2 separate regions of the Rattus norvegicus genome follow, and region 2 is linked to region 1. A link is a contact called in public Hi-C data. All regions are on one chromosome and are shown on one strand. Each heading gives the region's core, a stretch centred on a gene start, on an enhancer-like site or on the middle of the called end of the contact. The rest is flanking DNA. Distances are from core to core; before and after follow the strand shown.

Region 1 (6,367 bases), core at 1,849-4,348:
ACAATCTCCCCCGTCTGAGCATCTTCAGTCTGTCCCGAGTTCCGAATAATAGAGGAATTGTGGTCATTTGGGGGACCTCATGGGTATCAAATCATTAAGCCTGGGAAATATGGAATATAGGAACTGACGCGATGCTTTCAAATGATTAGGGGGAGGCAGACAAGTGTGCCTTGTTTATGTTTAGCTAGCTTTCCCATACAACCTTGTCCCATCTGCCTGAGGAATGGTGCCACCCGCAGTGGGACAAGCCATCCTACATCCATTTATAATCAAGACAATCTCTCACAGATATGCCTACAGACAATGTAATCCTGGCATGGAGGCCTCTCCTCTAAGCTGTGTCAAGTTGACCATTAGGTGGACCAGGACAGTGGCTGAAGAGGGCCATCTACCTGGGATGCATTAAGAGAAGCACAACAGGAGCTAACTGACCAGGTGAAGGGCACTTCCCGCAAGTCTGGCTTGGAGTCACCATTGTACCTCCATCTATCCAAGGGTTTGTTCCTTCCAAATCATGTTCGCAGACCCACAATTCTATCAGGAGAGCACCCCAACTCCACCCCCAACCATCCAAAGGTGGAAAGATCAGACCGGAATTTGGGAAGTACTCTTCAGGTGTTCCCACACTGCCTGCAGAATGGTCTGATGCGGAAGACACAAGCTGAGATGAACTCTGAGTTCCAACATCCAGGCAAGTGGGTTGGGGTCAGGCATCGGAGGATTCAAACTCGTGCCCAGATATGATTCCAATGTTCATTGTACCATTGAACCCCTCCCCTCCCTAAGGCAGGGTGATATTGTATCTCCTGCTTGAAGCTATCTCCTTTGGAAGAGATTAGGTCAAGTTGATCTCATGGAAGTTTTTTTTTCCCTTTGGGTCAACTCTCATTGTAAATATTTTCTCTCTGATTTTGCAACGCTGGGCAGTCAGTTACCAGGGCTGCAGAGTAAAGATAAGTTTGTGGGAGGGAAACCGCCTACCTCACCAATTGCCATGGGCAATTTCTGAATGTCTCTTGGCTTCGATGGTAGTTCTGAATGCCTCTTGGTCATACGTCAGAGGTCAAGGTCAAGGCTGTGTTGTAGATTAGACCAGTTTCATTTTTCCATGACTTCAGAAAAAGAAAAAGAAAGCAAAGAAAAGAAAAGAAAGAAAAGAAAGAAATGGACAAGTTAGAGGTGCAATAAGGTCTAGAGATGAAGTGGTACTGTGGTGTGATAGCTCTCAGGCCCCTCCCTTCCCAAGCAGAGGGCCCTGGTAGCCTCTGAGAAGATGGACTAGGGTAGAATCCTACTGAGAAGGCAGTAGCAATGGGCTAGCCCCCAGGAACCCCACTTTATTCCATACACAGTACTAGGCAAAGAGAGCTCCAGGACATGGGCAGGAGGAACTGGAGGAAAAGCGGACAGGGACCTCATGCTCCACTCTGGGCTAACCTGCAGAGCATCTTGAAGAGGACAATAGGAATTATATCCCATAGTGCCCAGAGGGGGAAGTGATGCCCCAGCATTGTGTGCTGGCTGTGTGCAAACTGAGAAGGTGACAGGAGATTGTCCTTGAGGTCAGGGCTGGAACAAGAATGAATAGATTGTTTTGTAAAGTTGTGATGGACCTACTCATGGTCTGTATGAAGTACCCAGAGCCCACGAGTCTTCCACCAGCATCCTGGCTGTCAGTGCTTTCCCTGAGAAGCCAGTCAGCACAGATATTCCTTCCATAGGATGCCTGTTTGGATATCCAACTGGCCCATCCTGTTCCCAGGCCTCTGTGGGGCTAGGGACTAAATGGCATTCCTGGCTTTTAATGTGTTGCTTCCAAGTCCAAATGGAAATGCGTCCTCCACCATCCTCCACCCCACATTTGCTCTTCTTAGCTTTTCTACTTAATGAGCTTCCCAAAGGTTCTCAGAAGTAGAAAGCAACGTGACAACGCCTTGGCGGGCTGCCAAGGTGCCACTGAACCTGAGTCACCTGCACCTGTCTGCCTACCCCTAATCATTTGAAAACATCGTGTCAGTTCCTATATTCCATATTTCCCAGGCTTAATGATTTGATACCCATGATGTCTCCCAAACGACCACAATTCCTTGCTATTATCCAGTACTTGGGACAGACTGAAGATGCTCAGATGGGTGAAATTGTGTATGCCTGTATTATCAACGCTCGGGAGATGGAGACCAGAGTTTGAGACCAGTTTTAGCTGTATAATTTGACCTTTATCTCAAAAAACAAAACAAAACAAAACAAAACAAAAGACCCCAAAGGCTTGAGATATAGCTTAGTGGCAAGGCACCTGTTGAACACAGACAGTTGGCGACCCATCACAAAACAGATCAGAACAAAACCCAGTTGTCCCAATAATTTCTCATGGCTCTGTATTTGAAAGCAAGTTCACGGTCAGATTCCACTGAAGGCTTGGGGTCAGTTTTCTGGGGCACTCCTTGCATGTGGCTCTGGCCTTTCACGAATGCCCTTATAATCTAACTTTATGGTTTATTTGTTCAGTAAACCCTTTCCAAGGCACTACCCTGAGTCAGGCCTCACCTAAGACCTGGGACTCCAGAGATGGCTGAGAACTGCTTGGTTGCCAGAAGGACATTTTATTTTAAGTGCCCTCGACTGTGCCCACCGTAGAACAGATCTGTTACTCCTCCAGAGAATGGGCCTTCTGAAGCAAGTATAATTTCTCGGGTCTCCACAGCAGCAAACCTTGCATCTGAACTAGATAGTGTGAGTCTCTCAGTGTGATCATAGAGGGAATTTTATCTCTGCCCCTTAAAACCTTATGTCTTAAGAGTTTGAATCCCTTGGTGCCTGGAAGCCACTGTTGGACTGGAGGAATTTCGATACAGGTCAGAGGGTAGACCAGATGACCTTTGACATTTGCCATGACACTGTGGTTTGGATATTCAGGACAGCTTACAGCAGAATCAACTTTGCCCTCCAATATTTTTTCTAGGCTTATTGATATTTCTGGTCGAAGTCCACCAACTGGCGTGATCCAACCAACTGGGATTTATGTGGCATGAAAGTAGGGCACGGCTTCTTGCCGTTACCTTTTACGGCTTGGCTGGGGCAGGAGGCCTGCCCTCCTCTCTTCTGTTTAATGTGTTATCGACTGAGGCAGTTGAAAGGAGGGCTGGGCATGGCAGGGTGGCACAGCTCCTGCCCCTTGCCTTGATTTCTCACCTGACTAGAAACCTTGCTATCTATGAGGTTATTTTCAGAGGCGTAATCCATATGTTGTTCCATGGTGAGTGAGTGTGGGGGGGAGGAAACATGGCTTGGGCAAGGGAAATTCAGCTTTATGACTTATTTGTTCAATGAAATATTTTTTTTTTGAAATCTGCCCTGGGTTAGACCTTGCCTAAGATCTAGGAATCCAAGACCCACCCTGTTGGCCAGGAGATCGCCACTGAGTTACAGAGACCTACCATTAGTATCACAATGGAAGAACACCCAGTGTTCCAGGGGACAGAAGGGCATCTACCTCAGAGCGCTAGGGAGCTAGGGTGCTACCTGGAAGAGGTGGCCTTTGCCTCATATCTTGAAAGATACATAGGAGTTTTCTGGAAGAAGAAGTAGGAACGTGGCCACCATATCCTGAGAGTCAGGTCAGGTAATACATACTCCACACGGGATTTTTAAAAAATAATGTTTCATGGAAGTTAAACAATTTGTCCAAGGGGAAGAAGATGTGGAGGGGTCATCACACACTCTCTGGGGAGACACCTGCCTCATTCTGGACCCAGGTAGTGCTCATCTTCTTCTAGGTAAGGAAATGTTCACATCAGACATGGAACGGGCTGTGTTTGTACCACTGCTCACATGTGAAGGTCAGGGGTCAACCTTCAGGAGTTGGTTCTCTCCTTCCCCAGGGTGGGTCTCAGGGATTGCAGGTCTGAGCTCAGGCTTAGAGGCAAGGACCTTTACCTGCTGAGACATCTCCATGGCCCAACACGGTTCTCTTTAATTATTACAAAGACTACGTTAGTGGAGAAGGTGGTGATAGGCATGGTGTTTCTAGCTACTGGGTAAGGGGCTCCAGTGAGGGAGAGCAAAGTGGCTGTCCACGGACACCATGTTGAGGAGAAAGCCAACCTTCTCTGGCCCTGCCTCTGGTGATTGACAGGTGTGTTTAATGCATTTTTCTTTTGGCTGAGTAGAGTCTCAGTTTCCCCATTTGCTTGTTTTTACCAAAGTTCAGAGCTGAAAATACAAAGGGGGCTCTGAGAGGAGAGACAAGGAAAGGTACAGTGGAGACGAGAGGGTGATGGAACTCATATGGTGTGAGAGCAGAAGGAGAGGCTCTCTTGGGAAGGAAAGGTGCCAGACAGATGGGGCAGGCAGTGGAGCAGCAAATAGGAATGAAATACAAGCTGGATGTGACACACCTATCATCCCAGCACTCTGAACATGGGAGCAGGAGGATCAGAAGTTCACAGTCATCTTCTGCTACAAAAGTTCATAGCCAGCCTGAGCTACATCATACCTCAGAACCACACACCAAAGAACATAGCATGGTGTTGTGTACACATCCCAATGTCATGGAAAAAGCCATTTCTTGTGTTGCTAGCTTAGAAAAAGTCAATAATAGGGTCTGGGGAGATGGCTCATCAGGTAAAGCATTTGTCTCTTAAGCTTGATGACCTGAGTTTGAGTCCCCAGGACCCATGTATACGCTAGGTTGACATGGTGACCTGCCTGTAGTTTTTGCCTCAGCAGAAAGACAGAGACGGAAGGTCCCCAGAGTAAGCCTGTTAGCAAGGACCCCCCACCTCCCCCCAAAATACTCGGCTGGACAATGCAGTCAGGCTGGAGCTGCCGCCCTTAGAGAGCAGCAGGTGCTGGCGGTTCTGAGTGGCTGCCACATCATCTTGTGACAGTCACACAAGTCCACACCACGAGGCGGCCTCTTTTACCCCGGTTGCTCTATCCTGGTAGCCCAAGGTCAAAGCCTGTGACATCTGGGTCTGCGCACTGTGCCTTCTCACCATGTTCCTGACCGCACTGATGGAGCATGGGAGGAAGCAGCAGATGTCTCTCCTCCACATGACATTGACAGCAGTACTCAGAGTCTCCCGGGGCCTCGGACAAATGACTGTTACGGGGACGGGATAATGGTGATATACTCGGGGCCTGCCAGTTGGTTAGGCCGGTGGCTTTAATGGCTATCTTGGAGGTGACATTCCATTAGGGGTGATTGAACTTAATTTTAATGGCAGGATGACTTAATGTCTCACCCTCCCTCCCAGGTTCCAAGGTCAATCAGAAAACTTTTTTTTTAAAACTCAGGAAAACTGTGCCTCAAAATCTTCACAATGTGCCAGTTTGGGTTAATGCTAAAATACTGAACCATTATGGGTAATTGTAGGAACAAGCTTGTTTATCTACTTGAGCCTAGTGCCTTGGAGTCAGATAGCTTTGGGCTGAAGGTGAACTCTGCCTCTGCTTATATGGTTTCAGGTAGGTAGACACTCTGCTTCAGTTCCCTTATCTGTAGAGCTGTGAACTGTTGGCCTTGTGCAGGGTTGTTTTGAGGGTCACATTATTTTGGCTGTGTGAGTCACACGGTACTCTGCCCTACACAGGGAAGAGCTGCAGAAAAGGCTGTTGCTATGTACCGGTGACCTCTCCCTGGATGACAGTGCAGAAACAGCTTGAGGGAGGAAGGGTTTATTTCAGCACAAGGTTTTAGGTGATTTCAGGGCACCATGTTGGCAAAGGCATGGTACAGGGAGCCTTGTGTTAGTAGGAAATAAAGGCAGGTGACCAGGAGACAGAGATAGACGAGAAACAGGACTGGGCAGTAGCCCTCAATGCCTCTCCCCTGTGACCTATTTCTGTCAGCCAGGCCCAACTCTTAAAGGTTATATGGCCTGAATTTTCACAACAGTGCTACCGGTTAAGGACCAAGTGCTCGAGCCATGACAGACATTTTAGATTTAAACTCTAGCATGGTATTAGTTGTGTGGGGTAAGACCGGTAGATGGTTGGGTGGGGTGAGAGGTGCAGGGAGGAGCACAGGGAGGTCAATATGAAGAGTGCACTGGGGTCCTTTTGGAGGCATGGGGAGACTTGGGCCCATGGATATCAGAGCTGGTGTCAGGGCCTGTCACTTGCAAGCCGGGTGGGACATGGATGGAGTTTTAGAAGTTGTTTGCAGGGCTGAGTGGGTTCCTCAGTTCCTGGGGAAGGAGGAAGCAGGTGGAGGGTACAGTCGCATGACCAGAGGTTGAGAGAAACCAGGAAGGCTGGAGAGAGAATAGCACCTCAAGGAAGCAGCCAGATGGTGTCAACAGGTGTGTCAGCAGCCTAAGAGGGCCAAGAGAGGTGGAGAAGCTGGAGCTGCTGGGGTCAACTGTGG
Region 2 (6,080 bases), core at 832-3,331, 130 kb before region 1:
CCTGCCAGGTGACACTTCCGTAACAACTCTTCAGTTGGTCAGGTGAGTGCTTTGATCCCTAAGGTTGGTGTTTGTTTGTTTGTTTTTGAGACAAGGTTTCTCTGTGTAGCTCTGGCTGACCTGGGACTCACTCTGTAGACCAGGCTGGCCTCAGACACAGAGACCCACTTGCCTTTGCCTCCTGGATGCTGGGATTAGAGGCATGCACCACCACTGCCCAGCTAATTCCCGAGTCTTTAAAATCCTGGATGTGTTTATGTCTTTTTGCCTTTTGATCTTCTAGGCTTGAAATTTCTAATCATATCAAAGTCCTCAAAGTGACCTCAGATGTCTGTCTCTGAAAGGATTTCCGCTTGGCCGCATGTGGTGGGAGCTGCTCCTCTGTCAAGAAGTTATGCTAGCTCCTGCGTCTGGTGGCATTTGTAATGGGGCAGAAAGACAGAGCCACTATTTGCCTGCTATGTTTTCGTGGATTTTGATAGAACTTAACATTACCTATACCACACACGCCTCGTGCGTACGTGTCTACAACAGAGTCTAAGTTTTACGTGAATATTTAAGCATTGCATCATCAAGACCATCTGTGTGATTGCAGAATTGGGTGCTAAATGATGGGTGGGTAGCATAGCCAGTATGGATGTCTGAACAAGGGGCTAATTCATGGCCCAAGTGTGGTGTTGTGGGGAGGGAAGGCATCCTCTCGTGTTCCGTAGGCGTTTACTTCTGGTGCTTTCCCATGAGGTATCTTCACACTACAGTTGAGTGTGAGTGTTGGCACAGAAGAACACTCATGGGGCCAGAGGTTACTGTGTGTGATCCTCTTGTGCACAGCAAACATCTGAAGGCAAGACCTACTTTAGCACAGAAAAGTTTTGGTGCACTCCACCTCGCACAGCGGATGCACGGTAAGTGCGTTGAAATTAGCCTTGGAATATCTCAGGTAAATCCAAAGGAACTTGGTCTTCAGGGTCTTCTTACAACTGATATAACAGCCAAAGAGAAGCACCAGATGGGATCCCAGAGCTCTTATATTTCCCTATTTGTGTTTGGAAGACCCTGATAATTGGCCATGCCATATACTCACGCAGATCCCTTGAGTTTCATTTTGCCGAGGGAAATGTGATATGCTGAGTCCGTGTAATCACCCAGCTGACTGTTGGGACCCCAGGGCTCTCCCCGACCTCACTGGTAGGCTTGCTTTCAGCCACATGCAGCCGTGTGCTATGTATATGTGCAGACGGTAGGGCCCTGCGTACACACACACACTGCTTATAAAAGCAAACCAAGGTCTGACGAGGTAATCCAATCACTGCATAAATGCTTGCCACAGAAGGGTGAGGATCAGCGCTTGATCCTCCAAGGCTGATCACTGGCCTCCGTGGGCATACACATAGGTGTATACACACACACACACACACATGCACCTGCACTCATGAACACAAACACTTGCACTGTCTAGAATGCTGTGTCCATTGGTCATGGTCAAAGGCAGTTGATCTGTGCTCCTTCCTACTGGACCGTTGTTTCAGTGATGTCTCAGGTAGGACATCCTGTGGGGCTTTGGAGTGATTTCTAGTTTGGCCAAGCACACTGGTCGGCAGCTGCTGGGTGATTGTGGGAGAGGCTTCGGGATGTAGAGTATCAGGATCCCCTTGGAAGCTGTTAGTCACAGCACAGCCAGTGGCATGTCAGCTCCCTGAGTTCTTGTAGTCACTTGCTGTGTAGGAATTAGTGTAACACTAGGCACTCGGCAAAAAAAGGACCTGATCCCACACAGCTGCCAGTCTCCACGGAACTTGTCCTGGGTGCTGCTCTGACTTTGTCCCAAAGCCAGGTTGAGCAACTTCTCCTCTCTTTAGCTGACGATGTTAGTCATCGCTGACACCTGAGTCTCATTTTTCCAGAACAGTCCCTATAAACAGGTCATTCGATATGACACATGTTTGGTGCCAAATTCCTTTGCAGATACGTGTGTGTATTTTGCATGTTCAGGTGGTTCAAAGGCTGGCCTCCCTCCTGTGAGTGCCTGCTCCTGGGCGCTTCAGCTGCTGGCGTAACCTTTGCTCCAAGCCTTTCTTTATTCAGGGTGGACTTTACTCTTTTGCCTATCTATCTCCATCAACCTCAACTGTCACCAAACCCCTTCCAAAGCAGGCACTCTGCTAAGTCCAGGGGCATAAAGCAAATAGAGTTCTATAAGAAGCAAGCACGGGGCAGTGCTAAGAACTAAGTAGGCTGGACCATCATGGTACTGACAACTTTCTGAGCAACATGAGCACCCAGAGCTGCTCAGTCTATCTTTATCCTGCCGGCCATCAATCGATAGGAAGCACTTAGTTTACAAGTGTGAAGTACCAAGGGGGCTTCTCTCAGACAGGCTCTGCCCAGATGCAAAGCTAAGAGCCGGGACTGGTGCATATGCCTGCAATCTCTGCAACTCGTACAGATTTGTAAATTTTGTGTTCCGTCTGGCTGACTCCGAGAGACCCTGTGTTGAAATTGGAATTTTAGAAAAATTAGGAGAATATAGCTCAGTAGTAGAGTGCTTGCCTGTTGTATGCAAGACCCTGTGTTCAATCTCTAGTACCGAAGAATCAAAAGCAGAAAACGAATAAAAAGTAAAAGTGTGCTCTGCCCATAGTAATGCAAACGTCATAATAGTTTGCATTAAGATGACTCAGTGAAAGGTTTATTTCTAAAAATTATTTTTATTAAACTGTGTGTGTGTGTGTGTGTGTGTGTGTGTGTGTGTGTGTGTGTGCGTGTGTGTACATGTGAGTGCAGGTGCCTTGGAGAAATGATGGCGCCTTGTGAGCCTCCTGATGTGATTGCTGGGAATCTAATGCTGGTCAATCCTCTGCAAGTTACTCAACCACATCTCCAGTCCTTAGAGCAGTGGGTCTGTGACTCCCTCAGGGATGTCAAACGACCCTTTAGCAGGGGTCACATATAAGGTATCAGACGTTTGCTTTACAGTAGCAGAATTACAGTTATGAAGTAGCAATGAAAATAATTTCACGGTTGGGGGTCACCACAACATGAGGGACTGCACTAAAAGGTCTCAGCATTAGGAAGGGTGAGAGCCAGTGCCTCAGAGGAAGGTGTGTGTGTGTGTGTGTGTGTGTGTGTGTGTGTGTGTGTGTGTGCCAGTTGTAGCAAGTCCAGGACTTTTTCTTTTTACTCTGGCATGTGTGTTTATTCTATTACGTGAGCAAGACAGACATTGCACCCAGAGCTACTTCATTCTCTCTCTGTCTCCCTTCCTCCTTCCCCAACATCTCTTTCCTCCCTCTCTTCCAACTAATTCTATATATGTGCACTGTACTGTGGTTAGGCCCACAAGGTCCCTTTAGAGCCTGGAATAGAGGCAGAACATTAGCATAAAGTGTCTCTACCAGAGCCAGTCACACAAGATGCCCCACCTGGGTAAACACCATTTGCATATCAATGGTTACAGCCCTTTTCTTTATGAGAACAAGCCAGGGCTCTGTTACTCAAACAGGTGGACAAACATCTAGGGAACCCTCAAACCCTGGGCAACCTGGGAACAGAGGCCCTGACCTCAGACCTGAGGCCAGGGCCTTGCAGCCTCACCTGTCCGTTTCTGCTGTTTTTGTGCACTTTTCACAGCCCCAAGTCTTCCTTCGCAGATGACCCGGCTTCCAGAAGGCAACCAGATTGGGAACTCAGGCTCCTTCTCTTGTCTCACAGATGAAAGAGATTGAAAATGGATTCAAAAGGAAACCTGAAAACAATTTTATTAGCACTGTAGACAGAAAGCCAGCAAGGCAGGCGGCCACCTCAAGAAGAGAAAATTGTGGGGTTTTTTTTTGAGTTCGAGGTCAGGAAAGTAGGCAAGTTAAGCAATGGAAATCTTCAAGCAGCTGAAGATGCAGCATCCAATGGGGAGAGAGGGAGGGAGGGAGGGAAGAAGAGATTTGGAGAGATTGATGGCCAGCTTAGGAAAGACAAGAATGAAAACGTCACTTTTTTTTAAAAAATTTATTTATTTATTATATATAAGTACACTGTAGCTGTCTTCAGACACACCAGAAGAGGCATCTGATCTCTTTACAGATGGTTGTGAGCCACCATGTGGTTGCTGGGACTTGAACTCAGGACCTCTGGAAGAACAGTCAGTGCTCTTAACCGCTGAGCCATCTCTCCAGCCCACGTCACTCTTTCTAAATTAGAACTCAGACACTGAGCAGGCTTGTCAGCTCCACAGGAGGTGGGGTGCTGGAAGGCCCCCCTCAGGTGTGCTGTGCTCCTTTGCACTTCCTGGTTATAGAGCCCCTCGAAGTTATAAAACAGGATCTTGTCCTTGTTTTGAGACGTCTGTGCCTTGCCTGGCAAGGGAGGTGCCTGCGGTTCTCATCAAAGGATGCTGTTGGCCACCGGCCAGGCCGCTTGTGGAGGGGGTTACTGGTCATCAGAGGACAACTCTGGGAGGCGGTTTCCTCCTTCCACCAGGTGGGTGCTGAGGACGGGCCTCAAGTTGCCAGCCCTTGGCAGCAAGTGTCTAGATGTGCTAAGCCATCTCCTCCCGTCCAGAAATCTTTCCATCTTACCCAGAGGAAGATGGCGTGACTATACACTCTGTCCCAAAAGACGCTCTCGGAGCACTTGGCTGCGGTGTTGTGTGTGGGTTTTGTGGGTTTTTTTTTTTTTTTTTGCTTTTGCACTGAGAAAGTATGGCTTTAATAGTGGTTGGAGGGTTCTTCAGACCTGAATGCCAGGCCTCACGTGGGGCTCCATGCTGCAGCCATTGCTGCTGCTGCTGCTGCTGCTGCATTTCCGATGAGGGGAAGGTGGGAGGCTCTGACAGTACAGGTGAACAGGGTAATCAGATCGTCCCAAGTCCTCAAGGCCGCTGAGTCACTGTGGGTAATGGATTACCCAGAGGAGCAGGCATCATTAGTAGGGGCAGGGAGGCAGCCTGTAACTCAGAGTCCTTCATGTGGAAGCAGTGGGGCCAGGTATCGCCAGACCTGCACAAGAAAGATAGACAGGTAGTCACGGCTGATGCAGACCAATGTGACTTCCTCTGCAGCAGTGATTAACCCCAGGTGCCTGGTAGTAGTTTGCAATTTCAGGAGGACAATGCTGGCCACGTGGAGGGAGGTTAGCGTTTCCCCGCTCTCTGACGTAATTGGCACACTTTTCAGAGCATGTTCAGTTCCAACTAATACCACAGAAATCAAGTCATAAACTCAGTCATCGGGTGGAGAACTGCAACTCTGCAGGTACAGGTGGTCAGAGGGCCTGAGATACTGTTGCGGGCGTTGTTAAGGTTGAGGCCTGAGTCCTGGCAGTCTCCCAAATCACTACGCCAATTTAGAGAGAGAGAGAGAGAGAGAGAATCACAGTGAAAAGCAGAGAAAGGAGCTTTATCCAGTGAGGTCTCTTTGAGAAGAGGAACAAAGAGATCCAGGGAGCCCAAGTTCATCCTCAGGGTCCAGATGAGGTTCAGATTTACGAAGAGGGCAAGAGAGTTATTCACAGGTGAGCAGGTCTGGTCAAGATGTGGTTCTGCCTGTCACAGACCCATCACAGACCAACCTGTCCTGTGAGATGGTCTTAGGATGACTGGATGAAATCTCTTCCGGGAACATAAGTTCCCCCTCTGACTGGACCTGGGTTCCAGACCTTTCCTTCTACCAGCACGAGATTCCTAGGAAACTTTCGACCTCTTGAGGAGCCTTTGTAAAGGGTCTAATAGCCAATAGGAAGGGTACACATGGCTCTTCAGAATGGCTTTCCTCCTACCCAGATGGCTATAATGAGAGCCTGTTTGGGCAGAGAGCTAACTGAAAACCCATGGCTTCATTATCAGACCTACTTAGTGAGTCTTGTCCAATCCTTCCCCTAGGATCCATCTAGCCTAGTGATCTGCCATTTCTTTTCTGTTCGCTGGTTGATCCACAATGGCCTTCCTGGCAGGGTACAACAGTGGCCTTCCCTCAGCTGCAGCCATGCAATGACATGTCCTCTTGCTTCAAAAACTTAGAAGGAGCTGGGAGGTGGCTCAGTTGGAAAAAGGTCAGCTATGCAAGCCTAAGCCCCACAGACCAGATCCT

Evidence for each region. Hi-C and Micro-C count contacts between places; a contact is called where the count stands out from the background.
Region 2: a contact with region 1 is called in a Hi-C map of liver, with 7 times the contacts expected there. The contact joins two enhancer-like sites. A contact is called at or near these places in 3 of 12 Hi-C or Micro-C datasets (hepatocytes and liver).

Annotation. Positions count from the first base shown.
Region 1 is chr19:71,657,447-71,663,813 of GRCr8, reverse strand. No RefSeq gene overlaps it. Among named protein-coding and RNA genes, the nearest start is that of Tomm20, 170 kb to the left of the region's middle. Within about 2 kb of position 3,098, at least 3 of the 93 cell types and tissues checked have an H3K27ac peak or open chromatin away from gene starts, as enhancers often do. A contact at or near this core is called in hepatocytes and liver, where this site is marked.
Region 2 is chr19:71,786,357-71,792,436 of GRCr8, reverse strand. No RefSeq gene overlaps it. Among named protein-coding and RNA genes, the nearest start is that of Tomm20, 43 kb to the left of the region's middle. Within about 2 kb of position 2,081, at least 6 of the 93 cell types and tissues checked have an H3K27ac peak or open chromatin away from gene starts, as enhancers often do. A contact at or near this core is called in hepatocytes and liver, where this site is marked.